Regions from separate parts of the Mus musculus genome. Here region 2 is linked to region 1. A link is a contact called in public promoter capture Hi-C data. All regions are on one chromosome and are shown on one strand. The core of a region is the stretch at or near the end of the contact, and the rest is flanking DNA. Distances in the headings are between cores, read along the strand shown.

Evidence for each region. Promoter capture Hi-C pulls out the DNA fragments that hold promoters and counts their contacts.
Region 2: a promoter capture Hi-C map of pre-B cells shows a contact between it and region 1, with 2.4 times the contacts expected there. The contact joins the promoter of Capn2 here to the promoter of Itpkb in region 1. A contact is called at or near these places in 2 of 39 promoter capture datasets (hippocampal neurons and pre-B cells).

Annotation. Positions count from the first base shown.
Region 1 is chr1:180,329,044-180,331,782 of GRCm38.p6, reverse strand. It overlaps Itpkb (inositol 1,4,5-trisphosphate 3-kinase B), which reads right to left and starts at 1,307. Exons shown (of 8, transcript NM_001081175.1): 1 at 1,004-1,307. It also overlaps the pseudogene Gm5069.
Region 2 is chr1:182,516,165-182,518,864 of GRCm38.p6, reverse strand. Capn2 (calpain 2) reads left to right here and starts at 1,255. Exons shown (of 21, transcript NM_009794.4): 1 at 1,255-1,747. The coding sequence starts at 1,511.

The DNA.
Region 1 (2,739 bases), core at 58-2,557:
GGTTCCCTCCTCGAGACTGGCCAGGTTTCCTTGGCCAGAGCAAACACCGGCTATCGAGGATGACAGGCAACCCTGCTCCACCCTCTCAGGACATCAGAGGCCAAGTCACAGGGAACCTGACCCGGACCTGCCTTCCCCAAACCGCTGCTGGAGCCGAGACCTGGAAGGGGACTTGTGTGCCCACCGTTTTCTTTCTGATCCTGGTCTGGGGCTATGCCTCTCGGCCTATGAAAGGCCGGGAAGAGCGCGGGGGTGGGTGGGGGTGGGGCAGTCCAGGCACTTTTCAGCACTAGCCTTGATGTCTGTCTGTCTCCAAACAAGTGTGTTTTGTGAATGTGGGCACGCGTGCGCGCCAGGGAGCAAACTCTGCAGTATCCAGCACTGGAATCAATCCTGGTGGCTCCCTACTGTCCCCTCAGACCCTGCAGCGAGTGTGTGTGTGTGTGTGTGTGTGTGTGTGTGTGTGTGTGTGTTTGGGAGAGGGGATGCATGTCCGCAGCTACTCAGCCCTGCGCGCATCCTGTTAGCGAGGACCCAGCTGCCCCCTCCGGGACCCACACCCCTCGGAGGAACTCTGGGCTTGCTTGCACAGTTGCAGCCCGGAGGCCTTCTAATTGTGCAGGCCTGAGAATTTGCAGCCCTTCGGGGTCCCGCAAGCTAAGCCCCGGAGCAGCGCGGCCGGCCGAGGGCAGGGCCTCGCGCATCCCGGGCAGCCTCGCCTGGCGCCAGGGGAGCCGCCGGGCAAGCCGAGCCCCAGACGCCCGCAGCGCGCCGGGGAGGTGGTGGCGGCGCAGCGGCCCGGAAGGCGATGGGAAAGTCGAATCGCCTCCTCTGCCCCCAAGGCCACGCCACGCTACCGTCCCAAATCAGCCTCCCTTCTCCGTCGTTCTAGCCCTCACCTCCGTGCTGTGCTCGGACCCCGGAACACCCAGAGGAACCCCAGCACAGATGGAGCGGAAAGAGGGTTCAGAGACGAGGGCCAGGAAGGAGCCGCCACGCTTACCTGCAATTGCTCAGACTTCCAGGTCCCGTGCAGGCGACATGCCCCGGGGACTCCGGGCTCGTACAGACCAAGTGGCTTAAAGTTTTTTTAAAAAAATAAAAAAGCTCCCAAAGGGTTTCCGCAACAACTTATGGAAGACGGAAAAAGTGGGGTGCAACGAAGCTGAATGTACCGGCGCAGGGACTAGGCGATCCCGGAGGGGACACCGCCAGGCCGACCCTGCGTTGCTCTGTGCTTGGTTGGAGACACTACCGCTGTCAGCGTCTGCTCCCTGCTACTTCAGTGTTTGTTCAATGTAAGATTTAAAAAAAAAAAAAAAAGTTGGGGGTTGAGGGAGGAGGCAGAGAGGCGGGGGCTTGGGGGAGGAAAGCAGGAAGGAAGTTGTGAGCCTGTCTGGGGTTGAACTCAGCGGAACAAGTTTTTCTTTTCTTCTTTTTTTTTTTTTTTTCTATTGCTTGGCAAACCGAGGGAGGGAAACACTTAAAAAAAAAGTTTCCATTGTTAGCTAACAAAAAAAAAAAAAAAAAAAAAAAAGACTTTAACTTCTGCGGGTTAAAGATATACGATTTATTTTCCATCCCTCGACCAAGGTTTGCTGGTGTCTAGTTTTATGAAGCTACGTTTGAAAACTGTTTTTAATAAAATTTTGAGTGTGCTAAACAAAGCTGCTGGGGGGGGGATTTTTCTAGCATCGAAAGAGGGGTAATATTCTGCCTAAGCAGAGGGTGTACTTGTACTACAATAGGCAACTTTTTACAAGGTATATTGCATATATTGCAGGGCATTTCCTTGCACAGTTTTAGGTTTTAATGCACCATGGTAGAATTTTGGAAGACTGGTTGGACTGTGAGCTGCTGAGTGTCTTGTAGGCTAGATGTGTGAAGGAGCTCTGCATTAAGCAGTTATCTATAAACGCACACAGAGGCTGTGCTGTTCGCGTATTTTTGCACTCAACTCTCAAAAAGTTATTTTAAGAAAAAGCATAGTCCTGGGGCTGAGGCCCGATCAATGTCTTCAACCACTTGCTCAGTCTCCTGTGAATTTACTCCTGCGTTTTCAAGGGTTCTACTCTACCCTCAAATAAAGGGGGGGGGGCACCAGGCAACACTGGAGGGCGGGGGACACTCCCTGCCCCCATACACACACACTTAAGCCCCACCCGGCACTGCAAGCCTGTTTTGCATAATTCCCTAAATCTTAAACTCTAGCGTTTAGTGGAAACAGGGAACACAGCTGCGAGGTTTAGGAGATTTAAGAATCCTAAGCTTGTATCCGCCCATATATCCTGATTAGCCAAACCTCGGATGGAAAACCTGACCGCCTGTAGCAAGCAGACAGCTTACTTGTTTATGTAACAATACCGTTGAAGTGAGCAAAGCAACCTGCAGCTTGGTCAGGAAAAGACTCAAGCAAATTTGAAACCAAGAGCCCTTCCAGCCAAGAATTCCTGGAATCGGACAAGTCCTTTCTGGTTTTGTTTTGTTTTGTTTTTGTTTTATTTTTTATTTTTTTTAACATACCCTGGAAGGCTTGAATCTGGTTTCCCTCTCACCCTCAATGGGGCTGAATAAAGATGCCTGTCCTGTGTGTGTTCTAGTATTACCGTGAGACAAAGAAGCCACCTCTATCTAGACTCCCTCCTTTGGTCCCTAGTGGCAAGAAGAGGAGTTACTCAAGCTATGAAGTCTAATCTGAGAGGTGATAAATGCCTCAGTAGAAGCAACTGAAGAGCCTAG
Region 2 (2,700 bases), core at 6-2,505, 2.2 Mb before region 1:
TCAAAAGGGAAGTGGGGGAAGATCCCAGACACCTGCCATGCCCAGGAGAGAATAGTGAGGTAGCAGTATCAACAGACAAGCCCTGGCTTTGCCACAGGGAGACAGACACTTTGATTCTTCCAGGAACAGTCATTTGCATATCACTGATATTTCAAGTTGCTACAATTTCCTGCAACTGACAGAGTTACAAACTATCTCAGAAACCATCAATGCTGAACCAAGATGAGGTTCAAACCAGGGTTTCTCAGCCTGGCACAGAGATCTTTCAGACTGCACTTTTCTTCCTGTTCTCTCTGTAGAGGGATGCCCTCCGCCCGACCATCCTTTAGTAGCACCTGGCTTCCACCCAGTAGAGGCCAGGAGCCTCCTTTGTCCCAGTTGTGACAATATGAGGAAAGTCTGCAGTTAGGGTCAAAAACCTTTAGGGTCACATTGGTGCGTGCGGGTTGCTTCCAGTTGAGAACCCGTGCTTTAAACCATTCATAGCACAAGCCCGCCCAGTTCTGTGTGTGTGAGTGGCAGCGAAAACTTTCATTGGACAGAGCGGTGGTACAGGCCACCAACAGGGGCTCTGTTCTAAATGGTGTCCCAGCAGCAACTCAATAAATCATCCCAGGTAAATCTGAGTTTTAGATAAGCATCACATTATTATTCTAACACAGGTTTGCCTCGGGTGATATTTGAGGGCTACGTATGCTAAAACCACACAATCCCCCAGCCCCTTTTCTTGAAATTTAGATTTAACAAGCATGGATTGTTTTGTTTTGTTTTTTTGTTTTTTTGTTTTTTGTTTTTGTCAAATTGTACAGCCCTACTTATGCACAAATAAGTAACTGCAGAGGCCCTGGGACCCTAAAATTCCTGTCTTGCTTTAATTTGTAGGGGTTACATCTTTGAACTTCTTTGGAGCTCAGTTTCTCATCTGTAAGATGGACACACCAGTAGCCATTTCTCACAAATTTGGGGGTGGTAGGTAACATGTGTGCCCAGAGCCTGCAGAGCTCTCTTTCGATCCTGAGCCCAATGAGTGGCAACTGGCTTAGTCGCCGCGCTCCCTCCCTCATCCGCTCCTGACTCATCCGATGTTTTCTGGACAGTCATTGCTGAGTTTCGCCCAGCCTTACTCCCCAATGGCTGGGGTTTGACAACTTCGCTCCCCAACTTGCGATTGTCGTCCCCCCAACACCCCCCGCTCGCCCTCCCCACCGGGCCGCGCCATCCCGAGAGCCGTCCGAAGGTGGCAGCATCGGCCCCGTAGTCCTCACGGTCGGGCTGGCACTGTGCAGGTCGCCGGCGAGCCGCGTCCGGAGCCCGGCGCCGAGCAGGCCTGGGGAGGCGGAGGCCACACCCCGCGCACGGCCCAGGCGCTTCCCGCCGGTGAATCATCCCCGCAGCAGCGGCTCCCGCAGTCCGCTGCAGCGCCCCGGGCCCGGCCGCGCCCCAGCCGAGTGCCGTGCCCCGCCTCTCCGCGACCCCTTTCTCCGTGCAGTGCGCCAACCGGATCGCTACCATGGCGGGCATCGCGATAAAGCTGGCCAAGGACCGCGAAGCGGCCGAGGGGCTGGGGTCGCATGAGAGAGCCATCAAGTACCTCAACCAGGACTACGAGACGCTGCGGAACGAGTGCCTGGAGGCCGGGGCGCTCTTCCAGGATCCTTCCTTCCCCGCCCTGCCGTCATCCTTGGGCTATAAGGAGTTGGGGCCCTACTCCAGCAAAACTCGGGGCATCGAATGGAAGCGGCCCACGGTAGGAAGCGCGAGGGGAACAGGCAGGGCCGGCAGGGCCTGGAAGGGCACTCGGGGTTCCGGGAGGCTGCAAGTCCCTGGCTCCCCGGCTCGGTAGTCCCTGCTTAGTAGTGCTCCGCGATTGCTGCTAAGGGGACTCCCTATGCAGACTGAGGCCCAGCCAGTGGACCTGCCCCAAGCTGCGCGCAGAGCGCTTCGCAGGACAGGACCCCAAATCCCATTAGTGGACACGCCCTGGAGGCTGCCTTCGGCTTCACAAAGCCGCAGGGACACAGGGCCGCTGGGGTGAAACTTTTACTGGACTCTAGTGGTGATCTGAGTGAGGGTGGAGACACTGCTCGGCAGTAGGGGTGGGGGTGGGGATATCAGAGTAGGATAGAAGACTCGGGACTGCTGGGTGGGTGGGGGCAAGGGGTGGGCACAGCCTGGCTCTGGCTGACAAAGGTGGTCACAAGTACATGTGGCACTTGTAAATGCAAGTACATGTATTTATCCAGCGTGGGTTTTGTCTGGCTCTCAAAGTGCAGTTAGAGGACTCTTTAACTTAAAGAACTGAAGGGTAGCTTAAAGAATCGATGGGCTCCAATGATTCTGTTACTCATTATTTTGCTGACCTAGAGTCCTCACCCGGAAACCTCTGCTCAACTCCTAGATACTCCTGTCCTAACCCTCAGAGTCTCTGCCCTTAAGCCCTTCCCGTTCCCTTGTGGTTTCAATCGCCAGTGGATGCCCATGGGACCCTCACTTGACTTTTCCCAGGAACTGAGAGGAAGTCTAAACTTCTAGATTCCTGTTAGGACAATGGACATTCATACCCTGCTTCTATCCTCTTGGTTCCCCCAGGCTGCTTTTGTTACTGAGTCTAGTCTGAAAGTACCAGAGACTAGCGGGGGTATAGCTCAGTTGGTAGTCTTTACTTAGCATGCATGAAGCCCTGGGTTCTATCCCAAGCAC